3 separate regions of the Mus musculus genome follow, and regions 1 and 2 are each linked to region 3. Evidence: chromatin contacts called from public HiChIP or PLAC-seq data. All regions are on one chromosome and are shown on one strand. The core of a region is the stretch at or near the end of the contact, and the rest is flanking DNA. Distances in the headings are between cores, read along the strand shown.

Region 1 (4,109 bases), core at 901-3,400, 550 kb after region 3:
TCAGCCGAGGTGGGGGCGGGGGGATGAGTGGGCGGGGCACTCCTGCTGTCCCTCAGCTGGGCACTGCCCAGTGGTCACCTTTGGGACTCAGCCCAGCCCACCTTCTCACATATCTCACCCTTGTTACTAAAGAGTTCCGTGAGCAGCGTGCTAGCGGCTGTAATGACTGCGGAGGAGTAGTGCGGCAGGCGGCTCAGCACGTCCACGATGAGCCGAATCTGCTGCCGCTCTTTGATGCTCAGCCACTCAGCGTTGGTAACAAGGTCAAGGTCAGCGGGCAGGTTCACGTTGCTCAGGATCTAAGTCCCAGGAAGAAGATGAACCTCTAGCAGATTCACACCCATACCAAACTGAGCCTAGCCCTGTGGACCTCTCCGTGACCACTTAACTTTTATCTTCTCTGCTGGGAAGCGCTCAGATCTGGGAACCGAGGAACACCACCCCCCCCCCCCCCGATCTTCTGTTAGGTCTTCCTACTCTATTGGCTTGAGAGTGACTGTAGCCTGTTATGGGTTTACGTAGGGGTCACAGGGCCGGGGACTCAGTCTTGCTTAGTGTTATGACGTGGCACAGGAGAGGGGCGCACCTTCTGACTGTTATTCCGCAGGCCGCCTGAATTATTGAGGAAGATGATTTTGGTGGGCTGCAAAGCCTTGGCTAGAGATGCAGTCACCTCCAGCGAGTCAAGGAGCACGGAACGGCGCGCAGCCGTTTCCCCAATGGGGCACAGGATGGGGATGCTGTTGGATTCCAGACACCACTGCAACAGGTCTGTCTCCACCGCGACGATGCCACCGTAGCTGTGGGCCAGATGTGGTGCTTGAGCGGGACCAGGGCAGGGCCAGCAGAGTGGTCCGCCCTCTCTGAGGATGCCGGGGCAGGTTGGGTTGACACTAACCTGGCATGGGGAGCTGGCTCCGCAGCGCTCAGTACTGATCCGCCGCCAAAAAAGGGCACAGCAGTAGCCGCGTTGTGCCTTAGTTCATCCACCAGCACCTTGCAGCTCTGAGCAAGCTGCGCCTTAGCTTCCCAGAAGGAAAGACAGCCAGAAGGTGCCGTGGGGGTAGGCAGCCCCAGAACCACCAGTGGCTTCATGTCCATGCGTTGCAAGAAGGCCAGGGCGAAAGCCAGGCGGGATACCGCCTGCGGGCACCGGATCACCTCCTCATCGACCTGTACAGAAGTGGACGTTCAGGGACGCGACACTGACTCTAAGCCGCCTGTTCCTAATCGGGCTTTAGGACCCTCAGTGACCACATTCTACTTAGGAGCCATTGGGCCCCACTTTTGGCCGACTGCTCCGCCCTTTGCCCGTTGGGTCTTAGCCACCCCCTTATCTAGCACTAATGTTCCTCCCTCAGCTCCTCCCAGCGGCCTTGGACTCTGGGACACCTTGGGGGGAGGGGTAGTGCGACAGCTCAGCCGACTGAACCCCTAACTGCTTCCACGGTGAGAGGCCTTTGTCAGACATCACTTCTGGAGGCCCGGGCTTCCCAGCCTTCTCCTTAGCGCCAAGGGCGGTTTTCGTAGCCTTATGGCTTTCTCCATCCCCAGCACTAACTCAACGCCTCTGCTCTCCAGATTCACAGTTAGGCATGCTGAGACCTACGACGTACTATTGAACAGTCACCATCTCATGACAGTGACACGACGACACCGGGATCGGCTTACCTCCATGACGGCGAAGGGCTTGTCCACCGAATGGTAGCAGGTCTGGAATTGCGTGAGCCAGTGGCGTGCTTCCCCCGGGCTGGCACCACACTGGTTCAGGAAGGCCTGGATGTCCCGCTGCACCAGTGATCTGCCGGCGGGAGGCGCAGGGGATTCGAGGGGCGTTGGAAGCGGTGTCCACGACGGCTCCTCGACCGCAGGAGACTGGACACGACCCTTAGCGCCCTCGGCGTCCTCTGCGTGAGCCCTGGCGGTGCTGAGCCGGCGTCCCGGGCTGGCGCTCTTTGCCCCGCGCCGCCGCGCGCTGCCACTCAGTCTCCGTGAGCCCCCAGGACCTCCCGGGCTGCGCAACCTTCTGGCCGCTGCAGCAGACCGCAGGGCTGTGGCCACCCACGCCGTCGCCATGACGACAACCAAACCCACTCGTCCCCCCCACCCACAGGTGACGGTCGCTCTGGAGCGCACAGCACTAGGGGTTCTTAACTTGCCGCTGATCTGGGCTGGATCAGACTCGGGGCGGGATGGGATAGGAGGCCCGGAGTGGCTTCTGGGTGCGTTTGAGGTGTGGCAAGTCACAGACCAGAGGGTGGCGCCTCTAGACTTCTCCGCCCCTTGTGTATGGGGGTACGGAACCGTTAGTGAGGGTCACGAAGGTCAGATTTAGAGTGGTGGAGCTCTTTGATCTGCTACCAAAATGCTGGATTTAGAAAGCGCTCAGATGTCCTAGGTGTGCGTGCGAATTTGCAGGGTCATGCAAGTGATTTGAGTTGGAAGGAGTCTGGGAAAGTTGAACACAGGGGGTGTGGTCCTCACTGCAGCATATGGATACAAAGTCCTGTTGTCAAGCAGGACTTGGTGTGACATATTTGTACTCTCAGTTCCTTGGAGGTCCGGGCAGGAGGAGAACATAGGCTACATAGCGGGGGAGCCTTGTCTCAAAAGATAAAACCCAGAACTCCTGAGGCAGAGGCAGGCCTGTATCCACGAGTTCAAGGTCAGTCTGGTCTACTTTGAGAGTTCCAGGACAGCCAAGGGGCTACATATTATAGAGAGATGATCCCACTTCAAAAAACAAGAAACACAACAACAACAACAATAAACCTAAAAAAATAGACAAAAACACAAAACAAAACAAAATGAACGGGGGGGGGGGCGGTGATGGCCACATTTGGGAATGTCCTCCACATGGAGGAATCAGAAGGATCAGGCTCAAGGTCATCCTTGACTTTATAAGCAATTCAAGGCCAGCCTAAGCTAAGGAACCCTGCTCTTTTTCTTTTAAGGAACAGGGTTTCTCTGTGTAGCCCTGGCTGTCTTAGAACTCACTCTGTAGACTGGGCTGGCCTTGAACTCAGAGATCTGCCTGCCTTTGCCTCCAAGTGCTGAGATTGAAGGCATGCGCCACCACTGCCTGGCCTAAACCCTGTCTTAAGAAAATCTCATTTGGGCTGGTGAGATGGCTCAGCGGGTAAGAGTACTGACTGCTCTCCCGAAGGTCCTGAGTTCAAATCCCAGCAACCACATGGTAGCTCACAACCACCCATAGTGAGATCTGATGCCATCATTCTGGTGTGTCTAAATACAGCTGCAGTGTACTTATTTATAATAATAAATAAATCTTTGGGCCAGAGTGAGTCAGGGACTGAGCAAGCAGAGTTGACCGGAGCCATCTAAATTCAATTCCCAACAACTACATGAAGGCTCACAACCATCTGTACAGCTACAGTATGTAGATGTTTATATACATAAAATAAATAAATAAATCTTTTAAAAAGAAGAAGAAGAAGAAAAGAAAATCTTGTCTGAGTTCATGATCAGGTCAGTCAGGGTTTGTCACCTGCAGAACACTGGAGCCACCCTGAGGAAGCACTGTCACAGCCTCAAATGCTCCTCTGTTCCTGTTAATGCTTTAGGCTGTTTAAAGCTAAAATCTATGCCTATGAGGCTTGTGATTGAAGGCTTCTGTTACTTGCCAGAGACAGAAAAAAAAAATGCTTAAGAATAAGAAGAGAACAAAAACAAACCTATTACATTCCAGATGGAGGATACTAGGTGACATGTCCCAGATAGAATGCTGGGCTCTGTGAAACCCCTTTCCGTCATCCTCAAGGTGACCCCAGGGGAGGTGTTGTACCAATCACCCCATTTGCAGCCCAGGATCTTGAGACCCAGAACTAGATAGGAGCAGAGGATCCTTGGTTCATCAGCAGGGATGCTCAGGGCGGCGTGTGCCTGTGAACCTCCCCCCATCTGCTCCCTGTTAATCCTGTCCTGCCCTGGATACCCTCTATCCAGTCCAGGCCCCTGTTGTTATAGAGGAGGAAATGGGATTCTGTCATTGTAACGGGAAGGTGACTCAGCCAAGGTCACACAGCTCAGACACCAGCCATTGTATCATATCTTCCCTAATGGTTTTGTTGTCTCGCTGATCTTCTGCC
Region 2 (3,854 bases), core at 95-2,594, 600 kb after region 3:
TGGTTTTGCATAGTGGGAAACCTGAGCCCAGAGAAGGGGCCAGGATCGCTGAGAAATGAACTCTACTTACTTTGAGCGGCTGGTGCTCTTCTTGCTACCTTAAATGAGAGCCGAGAGGAAAAGGCTCTTTGATTCTTCAAGTCTGGGGATGGATGCAATGAGCCCACCTTACAGAGTAAGAAATCGAACCCTAGGAGCTCTAATTGGATCATGCTCCCAACAGGAGGGCAGTGACGCGGACTTCAATTGGAGCTAGGCCTATCTGACCTCTAACCTTATCAGGACAGATGCCTGCTGTCACCTTCTCCCCTCTCACTTCCTGCGTTCCCAGAGCCCGCGGTGATGATTCTTGTTCTGTCCTGAGAGCAGAACATCGGGAGAGAGAGAGGCCCTTGCTCCCTTCACAGGGGTCAAAATAAACAGAGCCAGTGACTGCTCTTGGCTTGAGCAGGGTGGAGGTCTGTCTGGGAAAAGGACACTGAACATGAAAGGGACAAGTGGCTTCTCCTGTCACGCAGTGGCACCAGAAGAATCTCTCAGGGGAGGAAGTGAAGGCTGACCCTGAGTCTTGGACAAGCGTTCCCTCCTCTGGTAGTCTCCCCACTTTTTGTCTGTTAAATAGGTTCCCTTGTAGGGGTTCAGTGGGACGACAGCATGGCATTTTTTGGGGGGCAACTTGAAGCTTATAAGTGATGCTGGTTTTTAGCACTCCCCTGGGACAGAGCTCTGTGCTGGGAAAGGAAACAGCTGCCAGGAACTGTCCCTTCCCCACGAACCCTGTGGCCTCTGAACCCTGGCCCACAGGACCTAAGCTGGCATTCGATACACGCATCAAATGGCTTTCTCCACTCCCTTCCAAGTGGCTTTAGGATGTGAGACATCTCTGTCCCTTCCTTGATCTAGCTGGATTGAAGGCCCGAATTCCATCCCTCATGGTAGGGGTAAAGCCTAGCTTCAGCTTCTATCCAGACCCCAAGGAAAGCCTATTGGCGACTGGGGTTGTCTCTGGGGAGGCCATGCTGAGGCTAGTGGCTAGAACCTTTGGGTTACCATGTCAGGATCCTGTCATTTATGAATCAAACCTCTTCTGGTGTCCAAAGCTGGATACGGACCCCCATGAGACCTTGTCATGGTCCAGTTTTTTCTTCTGTGCTCCTCCGACATCTAGAATGCTGACCTGGTGCTTTCCTGTTTCTGGCCACAGTGCCCGTGTTTCAGAAACCAGGCAGAGAGCAAAAGGGGGGTGGTGGTGGTTAAAGGCTGGCAGCAAGAAAGGCTGACAGGAGGCGGGGACTCTGGGGGTGCTGAGGACTATAAAGGGGCACAGCCATGAACAGGGAGACAGTCCAGCAGGAGGTAGGTGTCTGGGCCCAACACTCACTAGCTCAGCACACAGGGTAAGTGAGCTCACTCTGTCCTGCCTCTGGGGACTCCTTGGGTTGAGGCTGGTGATGGAGGGTCGGAATTGGTGCTTCGTAGGGCTGGATCCCTCAAGGGACCTAAAGTCCTCCTTGGGTCTTTCTCTGCATCTGGACAAACCTGTCAGTGGAAAGCAGGACCCACCGTGTCATAGACTTCTGTCCCTTTGCTTTACAAGTTAATTCTGTGTCCCCCACCCTGTGGTTCCCACCAGCTCTGGCTACTCCTGCCTCCTCAGAGCCATCAGTGTCCTAAGTCCTGTGTATCCAGCCTTCATACCTAGTTCTTCTGCTGTTTTTTTATGTTGCCAAGGCTTGGGTACTCTGGCTGCTGGCTTGAGGGGTGTGTATGTGGAGGTGTCCTGTTTTCTAGGGAAGGAAGGTGGTTGATGCTGGTGGCTCCTGGGTCTGCCCTTGTCCCCAGGCTTGGCTTGAAGAAATGTGTGGTAGGTGGTGGCTGGGCAGGTAGGTCTTGGACACAGGAGGATCTGCTGATGGGCTGTGTTCTGCTTCCACGATTCCTTGTTCATTAGATGGCCGTCGCATACTGCTGCCTCTCCCTGTTTCTCGTATCCACTTGGGTGGCTCTGCTGCTGCAGCCCCTGCAGGGGACCTGGGGAGCCCCCCTGGAGCCAATGTACCCAGGCGACTATGCGACACCTGAGCAGATGGCACAATATGAAACTCAGCTCCGCAGATACATCAACACACTGACCAGGCCTAGGTAGGGTGGTGTGTGTGTGTGTGTGTGTGTGTGTGTGTGTGTGTGTGAGAGAGAGAGAGAGAGAGAGAGAGAGAGAGAGCTCTTTAACCCTAGTCTCTTCAATGCCTGCTCTGAGAAAAAAATACTTCTGAGTGGCTTGGATCCATGGGCCGTGGGCAGGAAAGCGTCTACGTGGGGGATACAAAGCAGGTGACTGACAGTGAGAACTATACTTATCCCAGCTGTCTTCCTTCCCAGGTATGGGAAGAGAGCCGAGGAGGAGAACACAGGTGGACTTCCTGGAGTGCAGCTCTCCCCCTGCACCAGCCCCCCAGTTGGCTTGATTCCCTGCTCTGCGCCCTGGAGCTGAAGGCAGGTGTGGAAAGGGGGGGATCCAGAGGAGGCGGAGTAAGGGAAAACAAGGTCTTGGGGTACAAGGACTGTCCTTCCTCATGATTCCCTTCTTTCATTACAGGGAGCTCTGCCCAATGGACTTGCAGCCTCTCTTGTCTTCAGCCCGTGGCTGTAGGAGAGTACAGGTCCAGCTCTTTCCTCTGCAGTCTTGCAACAACCTGCTCCCTTGCAAACTAAATAAAGCAAATTAAAATCATAGCCCGTGTGTGAGTGTGTGTGCACCCATAGAGGCAGAAGCAGGTAAAGTTCACAGTCAGGGAGGCAGGGGCCTGGGGGTAGGAGATAATCCTGAGTGTATATAGGGGCTCAGCTCATTCCTTTCACAGAAGGAAGCTGTGGTCTAGAGAGAAGTGAGATTCCTTTCCAGAAAGGTCTGTGATGTCACAGTTCTAAGCTTAATCTTCCCATCCCAGCACCCCTAAACCATCTAGCTCCTCCCCCGAGGCCAGCCCTGTTCCCAAATGTACCCTCAAGACGGCTCCTGTAACCTGGGCGGTGGGAGAGGAGTCATTTATCCTAAAGTGGCAGGGCAAGGGCAAGAACTCAGAGGATTAGTGCTGGCGGCCAATTGTGTGCTGTGTAGGGTGGTCTCAGAACTGCTCTCTGGAGCTCTGGAGAGAATGGACTGATCTGGGAGGTAGTGGACTGCTGGACCAAGAATGAAATTTAACTACTGCTGTAGGGAAATGTGACCACCAGGGAGGAGATGTTTAGCCAAGAGTTCTGGCGGCCTCCATGTGTCAATCTGTGGTTCTTGGGACAGGGAGGGAAGACCCAGGTACTACCTGAGGAATCCCTGTAGACTATTTACCCATACCAGGCATGCTGAGTAGGTGGAGATGCCGTGTGTGTGTGTGTGTGTGTGTGTGTGTGTGTGTGTGTGTGTGTATGTAAAGTGAAAGAGAGTGAGCTGGGCTTCCCTTTCTGGGAGCTTTGGTGGATAGGGATAGTCAGAGGGCGGTAAGACATGAGACATTCCCTGAATGGCTTCTCCCATCTCTGCCACAGGCTGGGCCTGGAGAGCAGGGGTTGGTAAGGCTGATGCTGGGCTCAGCATTTAGCCTTGATGACAATGACTTTGCAGTTGTGCTCCTATATGTTGAGTGTGAATGATCAGATGTCAGAACCTGCCCCAAAGTCTTATACAAGACGCAGCTATACGGTAAACACTTGGCTCAAGTTGATTCTTTAAGTCCAAGGGGTATGCAGATAGTTAGGGGATGTGGGAGGTTTCGGCAAGAGAATGAATTGAACCCTAGTACTGGAGCCTGGTGTCCCAAAGCCTTCCCTGGTAGCTTAGGTGATGGTTTCTATTGGTA
Region 3 (4,201 bases), core at 1,282-3,781:
TCATGCACAACTACACCTGGATTCAATGCCATAGTCTTAGCATTCAGAAGCCATGAGACTAAAACTTTAAAATTCTGTATTTCTACATTTGTATTTGTGACATGCTATTTAGTGCCCATTTATTTGCTTTATCTCAATACTAGTAAGAGTACAGAATTCTTTGAAGAGGCCTTTTACCACCCTCTCCCCTTCTCCTCCCATCTTTCTTTTTTTTTTAAAGATGTATTTATTTATTATATGTAAGTACACTATAGCTGTCTTCAGACACTTCAGAAGAGGGAGTCAGATCTTGTTACAGATGGTTGTGAGCCACCATATGGTTGCTGGGATTTGAACTCCGGACCTTCGGAAGAGCAGTCAGGTGCTCTTATCCACTGAGCCATCTCACCAGCCCCATCTTTCTTGAATAGCTATTTAAGGCCTGTTGTTCCAGCTGGGATTTCTAGAGGTACCCTAGCAAGCCTTTTCATAGTTTTCTGTCAGGCTGGTCTGGCCTCAGACCCTTGTTTGAGCCTCCCAAATGCTGAGGTTAGAGATGCTGCCATGCCTGGCAAACTTATTCATTTTTTGAAGAATGTTAAAATCCCCCCGGTGTTGCGAGGTAACTCCTGGATCCCTGAACTCTCCCTTCCCAGCCCCCAACACCCTTCAACAGGACAAATGAATGACTTAGGGATCCAGTCATACCTTCACCAAAACCTTATCTCAATTTAGGTATGGTGGTGCTAGTCTGTAATCTCAACACTTGGGAGGCAGAGTCAGGAGGTTTACAAGCTCAGAGAAAAGAAATAGATTGAGTCCCAGGCAAGTCTGGATTACATAGCAAGACTCTGTCTTAATACCACCATCTCCACACAATCACCTATTTACTTCTGGGCTGGAGAGTTGACTCAGATGCTAAGAACACTGGCTGCTTTTCCAGAGGACCCTTGTTTGAGTTCCAGCATTCACATGGTGGATCACAAACATCTGTGTTTCACGGGATCTGCCTACCCTTCTGGTCTCCCTAAGGGCATCAGGCACATCGGTATACAAACAAACATGCAGGCAAAACACCCATACACTTAGAATTATGTCACTAAAGTGTCGTTATTTCTATTATTTCTTTAAATACCTATTCCCATTGGACTGTTTGGTCCCATAGGGAACACAGATCTTTGAGCCACTCATCTTTGAATTGTCAGTCTGTAACAGTGTTGTGGTGAATGTATTCAGTAAGTATCCAGTGAAGCAAGCAGTCAGAGTAAAGGCCCCTGCACAGCCTCCTCCTCCTCCTCCTCTGTAGTTTGAGTCTAGCCCACCTCAGGCCAGAGCTGGCATTCTGCTGGTAGAGTTCTGTCCCCTCTTAGGTTCTCTCTCATGGTGTGTCATTTCCTTACCCATATATATATATGTCATTGATGTTTTGCCTGCATGTTTGTCTGTGTGAGGGTGCCAGATCCCCTGAACTGGGTCCCTGGAAGAGCAGCCAGTGCTCTTATCAGCTGAGCCATCGCTCCAGTTTCCTTATCTTTTAATCGAACATAAAGGCATCTCCTCGCTGGGTTGTTGGGAAGATGGCAACAGATACTTCATGGGAACCTCTTAGCACCGTCCCTGGCAGAGGACAGAACTTGTTTCTTGGGTTGGCTGTCATGTGTCTACAGTCATTTGGGAAGAGGGGAATTTAGAGAACGACCTCCTATAAGATTGGCCTGTGGGACATTGTCTTGATTAGTGATTGTTGTGGGAGAGCCCAACTTATTGTGGCTGGTGCCACCCCTGGGCAGGTGTCTCCTAGATGGTGGAAGAAAGCAATCTGAGCAAGGCAAGAGGAGCAAGCCATTAAACAGCAATCTTCCAAGGCTCCTGCTTCCAGGTTCGAGCCTTGAGTTCCTGTGACTTCCCCTTAGTAATGGGGCGTGACCTGAGAGTGGAAGCTGAAATAAACCTTTTCTCTCCTAGTTGCTTTGGCCATGGTGTCTTATCTCAACAGAAACTCTAAGACAGTCCTCAAAGGTATACCTGTGGAAACACGGAAGCAATAATTAAAAGCAATGACTCCGAGGCTGCATGTTTAACTGTTGAGAACCTGCTATGTGTCTCTGTACAGAAATGAGTCAGAGAACGTTTTCTGAAATTTGGGTTTTCAGGGAAGGCGGCTTGGAATGGCAGTGAAGGTGGTATTCCGGAACACAAGACTCAGTGGGGCATCCTGGCTTCACATTCCACAAGAACCTGCCGGGCGCAGAGCAGAACTGCTGGAATCCGTGGTGAGCAGTCCTCTGAGCTCTCTGTCACGTGTCTGACAATGACACTGAATCCGATCGTTGCCAACTATAACGAACCGGTTCAAAACTCACCTGCCGGTGTTCCTGGGTGCCCATGCGACCACGCTTACACCGAGAAGCGCTAGCTGCGAGGACATAAAGATACCTCAAACCGCGGATCACAGCCCGGCGCGCAGGGGTGGAGGATCCCTCTCCGGGCATGCGCGCTGGCCCAGTGGCGCGGCCCGACAGGCACTGCGGTAGGCACCCTCGGGTCCGGCAGGACCCTGTCCCCAGCATGGCGGCGCCCAGCGAAGTGGCCGCGGCAGTCCTCGGTGAAGGCGATGGCGGGGCTTTTGGATCCTGGCTTGACGGACGGTTGGAGGCGCTGGGAGTGGACCGAGCCGTTTACGCCGCTTACATCCTTGGCGTCCTACAGGAGGAGGAGGAGGAAGAGAAGCTGGACGCCCTGCAGGGTATCCTCTCTGCTTTCCTGGTGAGTAGAGTAGTCGGGACACATCCTATCAACCTCACGGAGAAATCTGGGAACCTCTTTCGTTACTTCACATCTCTCTTTCCTTTTGCTGTCACGAAGGCTTAGTGGTTTTACCGGAAAGAAGCATAACTGAGGGAGAAGTGGGCTGCTGCTCCCTCGCCAGATTTTGGGTTGCAGGTGTACAGAGAGGATGGGATCCCCATATTCCGGGCAACAAGGCTCCCTGGGTGCCTTTGGATGTGCTAGAGAGTATCCTGAAGCCATTAAGATGTGTAAATGGCAGTTCGATCATAAACGTCTAATAGTTCCATTTCTATGGTTTGCGATGTTTAGAGTGGGGAGTAAAATGTTTTTGAGATGTCTGCCCATTAGCGGGTAGTCTCAGGGCTGTCCCATGACAAAAGCCTGTGGGAAGTTCCCTTTTGGCTCCAATTTCAGTAGAGTCCTCAATTGGTAAGGTAATGGAGATCTTTTCACGATAAGCAACCTTGGGAAATTCAGTAATTATTAATGTGTGTTGGGTGGGGCGGTACCCTGTGATGAAGACAAACTGGAAACAGATAAGGTATTTGTATGGAATGGTGGCTGGTGCACATCTTTAGTCCTAGCACTCAGGAGGCTGATCTCTGTGATTTTCAAGGCCATCGTGGTCTACACAGAGAAACCCTTTTTTGTTGAAAAAACAAAACAACCAAAAAGAAGCAGGTTCGTGGGTGGGGCACAAACCTTTAATCCCAGCTCTCAGGAGGCAGAGACTGGCCTTTGTGGTCTACGCAGTGAGTTCCTGGACAGCCGGGGCACAGAGAAACCCTGTCTCAAATACTCAAATGCAGATTCGTCACAGTATGCTGTGATGTGATGCGTGATTATAATCCCAGCCCTGCAGAGGTCAGCAAGTGGGTGGCCAACTTTGGGCTTGCCAAGTGAGACCCTGGCAAACCAGACCAAGGAGACTCACTAATTTAGAAATTTGTAATTTAAAGCTGTATTTATGTATCAGAGGCGATCAAGACACCCACTTTTCTAATCTGATATTTGTGCGGTGTTCATCCCTCCCCGTTCCACTCCCAACAGAAACAGTTAGATTATATGCATAGATTAGATTCCCTACCTCTCTTGCCCTGAGATTGTCCTGTAGAGACTTCCTTTTTAATATAATTGAGTTGGGGGCTGGAAAGATGGCTCAGTAGTTGAGAGCACTTGTTGCTCTTACATAGGACCTGAGTTCCATTTCCAGACCCTACACAGTGGCTCACAACCATCTGTAGTTCTAGTTTAAGGGGATTGGACAATCCGTTCTGACCTCCGTGGGTAACAGGCACGCATGTGAAAGAAGTGCAAATCTAATAAATGAATACAATCAGCTCAAAAGTAAACTTTGCTGCATCTGCACTAAATACCAGAGAAACTGTTATCCTTCCACACGGTGGAGGCGTCTCTTGAAAACACAAAGTGC

What was found. HiChIP or PLAC-seq counts read pairs in DNA pulled down with a chosen protein or histone mark.
Region 1: an H3K4me3 HiChIP or PLAC-seq map of bone marrow-derived macrophages shows a contact between it and region 3, with 2.8 times the contacts expected there. The contact joins the promoter of Nags here to the promoter of Ccdc43 in region 3. A contact is called at or near these places in 3 of 39 promoter capture datasets (the 3T3-L1 cell line and embryonic stem cells), 2 of 115 datasets of contacts at active chromatin or transcription factors (bone marrow-derived macrophages and pancreatic cancer cells) and 1 of 9 other capture datasets (liver).
Region 2: an H3K4me3 HiChIP or PLAC-seq map of bone marrow-derived macrophages shows a contact between it and region 3, with 5 times the contacts expected there. The contact joins the promoter of Ppy here to the promoter of Ccdc43 in region 3. A contact is called at or near these places in 2 of 115 datasets of contacts at active chromatin or transcription factors (bone marrow-derived macrophages and large pre-B cells) and 1 of 9 other capture datasets (liver).

What each region holds. Positions count from the first base shown.
Region 1 is chr11:102,143,554-102,147,662 of GRCm38.p6, reverse strand. Nags (N-acetylglutamate synthase) reads right to left here and starts at 2,150. Exons shown (of 7, transcript NM_145829.2): 1 at 1,672-2,150; 2 at 899-1,173; 3 at 587-800; 4 at 119-299. The coding sequence starts at 2,076. It overlaps Gm11586 (a long non-coding RNA gene), which reads left to right and starts at 1,356. Exons shown (of 3, transcript XR_880227.3): 1 at 1,356-1,449; 2 at 1,582-2,113.
Region 2 is chr11:102,098,809-102,102,662 of GRCm38.p6, reverse strand. It overlaps Ppy (pancreatic polypeptide), which reads left to right and starts at 1,344. Exons shown (of 4, transcript NM_008918.2): 1 at 1,344-1,397; 2 at 1,952-2,142; 3 at 2,380-2,497; 4 at 2,597-2,732. The coding sequence starts at 1,952. The coding sequence ends at 2,491.
Region 3 is chr11:102,696,055-102,700,255 of GRCm38.p6, reverse strand. Ccdc43 (coiled-coil domain containing 43) reads left to right here and starts at 2,531. Exons shown (of 5, transcript NM_025918.3): 1 at 2,531-2,745. The coding sequence starts at 2,548. Gm34392 (a long non-coding RNA gene) reads right to left here and starts at 2,477. Exons shown (of 2, transcript XR_389053.1): 1 at 2,416-2,477; 2 at 2,042-2,316.